Regions from separate parts of the Macaca mulatta genome. Here region 2 is linked to region 1. The links are chromatin contacts, called in public Hi-C maps. All regions are on one chromosome and are shown on one strand. The core of a region is the stretch at or near the end of the contact, and the rest is flanking DNA. Distances in the headings are between cores, read along the strand shown. Region 1 holds the start of LOC701129. Region 2 holds the start of LOC701227.

The links. Hi-C and Micro-C count contacts between places; a contact is called where the count stands out from the background.
Region 2: a Hi-C map of fetal cortical plate shows a contact between it and region 1, with 2.2 times the contacts expected there. The contact joins the promoter of LOC701227 here to the promoter of LOC701129 in region 1. A contact is called at or near these places in 2 of 14 Hi-C or Micro-C datasets (fetal cortex germinal zone and fetal cortical plate).

Annotation. Positions count from the first base shown.
Region 1 is chr9:53,348,447-53,352,025 of T2T-MMU8v2.0, reverse strand. LOC701129 reads left to right here and starts at 2,022. Exons shown (of 7, transcript XM_077946268.1): 1 at 2,022-2,596.
Region 2 is chr9:53,399,220-53,402,798 of T2T-MMU8v2.0, reverse strand. It overlaps LOC701227, which reads right to left and starts at 1,721. Exons shown (of 8, transcript XM_077946270.1): 1 at 1,594-1,721; 2 at 39-91. The coding sequence starts at 1,616.

The DNA of each region.
Region 1 (3,579 bases), core at 773-3,272:
TATAAATATAAAAATTTGGGCCGGGCGTGGTGACTCAGGCCTGTAATCCCAGCACTTTGGTAGGCCGAGGTGGGTGGATCATGAAGTCAGGACTTCAAGACCAGCTTGGAAAAGATGGTGAAATCCCGTCTCTACTGAAAATACAAAAAAAAAAATTAGCCAGGCATGGTGGTGGGCGCCTGTAGTCCCAGCTACTCAGCAGGCTGAGGCAGAGAATTGCTTGAACCTGGGAGGCGGAGGAGCTTGCAGTGAGCCGAGATCAAGCCACTGCATCCAAGCCTGGAGGACAGAGCCAGACTCTGTCTCAAAGAAACAAACAAACTGAATTTTCCTTCTTTCAAAAAGGCCCCTTTCCTCCTCTCTTTTCTTACAGCATTTCCTTAAGAAAACTTGTAATTGTAAATCCCTTCTCTGTCCCTGTGAGATTTAGCAAGACTTTTTAAAAAGTAAATAAGCTTCTTGCTAGTTTAACAACCCAGGAAGGTCGTTCTTAATGGCCTTGGGTCATGTCTTTGAAATGTAAGCATCAAGGAAGATTGCACCCCATCTCCCTGCCTCTGTGGTAAACTCCTAGGCTTCTGGCTACCTGCTGTTAACTACCTGCCTGTCATAGAGACACCAGAAACTTTACTTTTCATTTGCATAACAGCAATTAACTAACACTGACGGCTACCCTAATTATCAGGTGAATTTCAGATGAATTATGCATAGCAAATGGTGTCATACAGTCGTCTTGAGGACAAGTTATCTTTTACCTTGAGAAAATGGAATGCGTTGTACCAGACCTGCTAATATAAAAAATGATAGTTCTTCTTGTCTTCATAAAATCATTAGTGGGTTGCCTGTGACGCACATTGCAGTCTGGTTTAATGTTTATTCAATAATGTAACTGTTTTGTTCTTTTCTCCATCTGTGGAGATAATTTTCTGGGTTGGCAAGAGGCTTTATTTTAAATTATTTCCTCAATACCTCCCAACCAGAAAAGTGGGGTGTGTGTGTGTGTGTGTGTGTGTGTGTGTATTATGTGTGCATATTTTGTATATGTATATACATTTGTGTTTATACACATGACAATATATGGTTTTTTTCCCTAGATGATTCTACTTGTTTTAATGTAATAAAGTTATTGACCAGGAAATACATAATTTGTTTTACATATACAGCCAAGTCCTCTCTCTGTATCCGTGGGTGATTAGTTCCAGGACCTCCCTGGATTACTCAAATCCAGGGATGTTCAAGTCTCTGGTAGAAAATAACCTGGTATTTGCATAACTTACACACCTCCTCCAGGATACTTTAAATTATGTGTAGATTAATTGTAAACCTAACACAGTGCAAATACTATGTAAAGTTGTATTGTATTGTTTAGGGTATAATGACAAGGGGAAAAGTTTGTACATCCTCAGTAAGATTGAATTTTTAAGTATTTTCATTCCGAGCTTAGTTGAATCCATAGATAAGGACCCCCGGGATAAGGAGGGATGGTTATATATATTCCTTAGTGAAATGATAGTCATGATACTCTATACCATTAGGTTAAAATTTGTGTAAATTCATGAGAAGGATGTACACCTAACACTAAGCAATTTTGCTTTTGGGAAGTGGTACACTCGTTTTATTTTAGCTTATACATATTTTGTAGTTTATTACGTTTTGCGTATCGTTTGCACAATTGTGAAAGCTAGCATTCCTAAGAAGAAGCGGTTACACGGCATTACCCTTCATTACTCCATGTACTTTTGTACCCACGGAGTTCAACCACTTTAACAAAACTGCCCATCAGTGTTCCTTGGGGCACCTCACGGTAGCCTTCTGTCTTCAAGCGCGGACGTGCGAAGGTTCAGCTCTCCGCCATCACCGAGCGAAGCCAGCGCCAGCCCCAGGAAACCCGACCGCAAACACTCAGGACCCTGGAGGAGGCCGCGCCTCACGACGTCATCCAAGATGGAGTCGCAGCCGGGCCTTCTGGGAAGCGTAGTTCTGGAGCAGGGCTCGGGAAACGTTCTGCGCATGTGCAGTGCCGTCTCCTTTCTGGCGTCGGCGTTTTTGTCTTACGCCCTAGGGTGGGGAGAGGACTCCGCTGCCTCCGGGTCTCGGCTGGGCCGCAAAGGGCGGGGCCTGGGCCCGGCGCTGGCCAGGAGCAGAGGCCGAGACCCTGCAGGTGTGTCGAAGGCTTTTGCGGGCGGGCAGGGCCCGGGAGGCGGGGTCTCGAGCCTGGAAGCCGCCTCCTGGCCCCGGAGCGGCCTCCGCGGAGGGTCCCGGGTGGGAGCGGCCTGGCGGGGAGGTTGGCCATCTGCGCTGGCGCTCCTGCCCGGAATGGCGTTTGCGCGACCTGCTTGAGGGGTGGCCAGAGAAGGCCTGCGGTGGCCGGGCAGCGGGCGCCTGGAGTAGCCACATTGTGTGACGTGACCGGAGCTGCCACGTCAGGCGCGCTGGCCGCTGCAGACTCGGCGCTCGAAAGCCACAGGGACGTGGGCTCCGGTACAGCCTCTGTAGGTGGTCCCGCTGCGGCTGGACGCCCATTTGGCAAATGATGGGGGCCTTTGGGTACTGAATAGGGTAGTAGATGTAAAGTATGATACAGGACTCAATAAAGGTGAGCTGCTTCTATTATTACAAGACATGTTGTTTTCATTATTGGCTCATTTAATCATCGTAACCATCCTTTCGACTGAACCACCTCCGTTTAAATAAATGTGACTACTAAAGATTCAGAGAGAGAAATTATTTTACCCACAGTATTAGCAGGTGGGTTGTAAATCCTCACTTTTTCCTCTGAATTCATGCGCCTTCCCACACTAAAATCCAGTCTTGGCTTGTATTTAGCACAACATTTGTCCCTTGAGCACCACCAGAACGTAGCTGTGGAGTGTACTTGAACCCAGTCTTAACCACGTAGTGTTGTGTTTCCAAAAATGCTTGGGGGAATCTTCAGAGCCCTTGAGTCAAAAGGTTAATTATTTAAGGCCTTCCTGCATCCTCCAACCTTAGTGTCTTCTCAGAGGACTGTGAAACGTGTAAATTGAAACCACAATTTGAGGGCTCAATTTTGCATTTTACAGGAGAAGCGGGGAATCCCATCCAGCCCAGAGGCTAGTTTCTAAAGACAGGAAATGGGACAAAGAATTTTTTTAAAGATGAAGACTGCAGTTCATCAGTTCCCCCATTTTATGGTGGTGATATGATAATGCCTCTCATTGGCTGATAACTGAGCTTAGGCATTTTGTAAGCACCATGCTAGCTGGAAGTGGTTTTTGCTGCTTATTTTCGTTTTTTTTTTTTTTTTTTGGTACATAATATACATATTTATGGGGTACGTGTGATATTTTGATATATGCATACAATATGTCATGATAAAATCAGGGTAATTATAATATCCACCACCTCATTTATCATTTCCTTGTGTTGTGAATATTCCAAATCTTGTAGCTATTCTGATATACACAATAAATTATTGTTAACACTTGTCACCATACTGTGCTACTGAACACTAGGACTTATTCCTTCTACCTAACAGTATTTTTGTACCCATTAACCAACCTCTTTTCATTCCTCACTCCCTGCTTCTCCTCGTAGCCT
Region 2 (3,579 bases), core at 472-2,971, 51 kb before region 1:
ACTGCAAAATAAAGTAGGGAATTAAATAAACAACTTACCTTGTTCATTTTGTTCTGTTCTTGGAAAGACGGAGACAACTCTGAAGATACAGCTAAGTTAGAAAAAGAGGAATGGGATCATGAAAGATTTGGCCCGCCTGGCAACTCCCTGATTCTTCTGCCCTAAGAAGCCATACACACCCACTAGGTAAAATGCTCCCTCTGGGAGAATATCAATGTCCTCTGACACTCCGGAATAGGAGGTAGAAATGGTGAAAGACCACCCTAATATAACTCCAACATAATTATGCAGCTCTTGGGCACAAGATTTTTCACCAGGTGAAAGTAAATATTTGCTTCCTAAGGATTTCAATCTCCCTCGGTGTTCACAAAAAATGTATAATGATAATATTGGCTAAACAAGTTAATATATTTAATGAAGGAACATTAACACTAAAACCATTGTAAAAAATAGGACTAAGCTATTGATTTTCCCAGTAATGTTAACCTCTGGTGAGTGACTCCACAGAAAGCCATAAGCAGCAGTGCTTCAAAGAAAAAAATCTATTTTAATTTTTTCGTCTAACTTTGTTGCTATTTCTCAAAGGGATATTTTAAACTTGCTTTGACGTGTATGGAAAAGTAGACAGTACTAGCTTAGGGGTCAGATGTGACTTAGTCTTCCCTACTAACAAACTGTGATCCTGAACAAGTCAATAACCTTGACAAACAAAAAAAAAAAAAAAAAAAAAAATTTTCTTCTAACAAATGAGGCAAAATTAGTTTTTTTTTTTTTTTTTCCCCCCGAGACGGCATTTCGCTCTTGGTGCCCAGTCTGGAGTGCAATGGTGCGATCTCGGCTACCTGCAACCTCCGCCTCCCGGGTTCAAGCAATTCTCCGCCTCACTAGCTGGGATTACGGGTATGCGCTACCACGCACAACTACTTTTCGTATTTTTCGTAGAGACGGGCTTTCACCATGTTGGTCAGGCTGGTCTCGAATTTCTGACCTCAGGTGATCCACCCGCCTCGGCCTCCCAAAGTGCTGGGATTACAGGTGCTAAGAGCCACCGCGCCCAGCCAAAATTAGGTAATTCTTGAAGATCTTTCCTGAGTGCAAGATGAAGTCAGGACAGAGGAACAGCAAATACCAAGATGCAGTGATAGACCTGACTGGAGGGCAGTTCGGAACCTAAAGAGGACGAATGCAGAACGTGGAACGGAGTCGGTCGGTGGGGCAGGCCACTGCACTCGCCCTTCCCCGCTCAGGTACGGTCGCGCCCTAGCACACCGGCTCCCGCTTGACCAAAGAACTGCCCCTCCCGCAAGGCTCAGCACACGGACCACGTAAGCGCACATGCCCTCCTCTGCGGCCCCTACAACCGGGGCGACACACGCGGTGTGGCCCGCTCTGGACAGAGACTGCGCCTTTAAGGAACAGGCCTAGCGTCCTGGCAGACATGCTGCAGCCCTGCCGTCCCCGGCTTCCCCTGTGAGATCCCCGAGGCTCCTCCCCGCCACCTGGCACCGGCCCCCTGGCACCGGCCCCCTGCCGCCCGCCCCCGGAGTCGCGCGGGGCCCCCTCGCCCTCCCTGCCCAACCCACCCAGGCTTACCTCACTCTCTCATCTGGTTGCATTCGCCGTAGAAGAGCTGGTAGACCCTTGAAATCGCGCGACCGCCTCCCACGCAAAACCTGAGAAAAACAAAAGGAAATGCGGAAACGCACAGGTAGACGGTGGACAAGGCATGCGCGCAGCTAGCGCGCAAAGCCTGACGGTGTTGGCGCCCAACCTGAAAACTACCTTTCCCGTGAGGCCCCGCGAGCAACCCTTCGGGATTGGCTGAGAGGCGCCCCGCTAGGCAGTGGGCAGATGCCGTTGGAGTTGGCGCGGGAGCTTCCTGCAGCCCTGGCTCTCCCAGGGCGCCCCAAAGGGATGCACTGCAGGGGAGGTCTGTGTGCAGCGTGTGTGCAGTTTAGACACAGACGCGTCAAGAAGAGTTCAGCTGCGTGTCAGTTGCACTTTAAATGTTAGGAAGTAGATCTCATCCATACAAAAAGACTTTGACACTATCTGCGATTCTTTGGGAGCGGGAAAAAGGGGAGGTGCCACAGGAAAGCTACTTCATCAAAATCGTTAAAGCAATAACGATTTTCTGACTGAGCTACAATAATCCGAAAGAAGAAAATAAATGTCACATATTATTTCCTCGGTGACATTAAAATTGCTTGACTAAATGGAAATACATTTAGTCCATCTGTACCTTTCTTAGGAAGACAAAATCCCTAAAAGAAAATCAACAAATTTTTGAGTGTATTTTTTCTCTTTGATCTTTAGTGTATTGTGTACTTTACAAAAGCATTCTCAACTTTATCTGGAATAAGTAAAAACCTAAATAACACCCAGTATACGTTTTAAAAAGCAGGAAAAAATGCATAAGAAATATCTATATCTATCTGTCTATATAATATTGCTCTATTCAAAGTAGTTTGGCACCTGCTTCGTGGAAATAAGACACCATGATTAAGAGTATTCTTTAATGTGTAGTAAATACAGCATCTCAAAACAGTGAGGGAAAGAATGGAGTATTCCAAAGAGCATGTCATTCCGAGCAATTTGGAATATAGAGGTATACATAGATCACACATGATAAACTCTCACATGTATACAATACTTAAACATTAAAACCACTAAACGAGTATAAAGTTTTGAAAATTGGCAAGGGGGCCAGGCACAGTGGCCCACACCTGTAATCCCAGCAATTTGGGAGGCAGAGGCAAGAGGACCACTTGATCCTTGGAGTTCAAGACCAGCCTGGGCACTATAGTGGGACCCCTATCTCTACAAAAAATTAAAAATAACGGTTAGCTGGGCATGTAGGCAGGTGCCTGTGATCCCAGCTACTCAAGAGGCTGAGGTTGGATGATCACTTGAGCCCCGGGCTGCAGTAAGCCATCATGGCACCACTGTGCTACAGCCTGGGTGTCAAAGTGAGACCTTGTCCCAAAAAAAAAACAAAAAGGGATGTGATGCCAAAGATACAAACTATAAATTTAATATCAGTTACATTTTATAATACAGAAAAATAAGCAACTCCATTCCAGCAAAACTTTTTTAGTCTATTACGAGAATTGAAAGAAATGAAATATGGCCAGACATGGTGGCTCACACCTGTAATCTCAGCACTTTGGGAGGCTGAGGCGGGCAGATCATGAGGTCAAGAGATCCAGACTATCCTGCGCAACATGGTGAAACCCCTTCTGTACTAAAAATACAAAAATTAGGTGGGGCGTGGTGGTGTGCACCTGTAGTCCCAGCTACTCGGGAGGCTGAGGCAGGAGAATTGCTTGAACCTGGGAGGTGGAGGTTGCAGTGAGCCAAAATCGCACTACTGCACTCCAGCATGGTGACAGAGTGAGACTGCATCTCAAAAAAAAAAAAAGTGCAAATATTTGAGTGAAAATATGTGAAACATTTATTGAAATTTACATTTTTAAATTTATGCTTTATATACTGAAAAGTTCTTTATTTGGTGCATAATTTTATGAGTTTTGAAAATGCATAGATTTGTGTAACCACCACCACAAGCAAGATACAAAA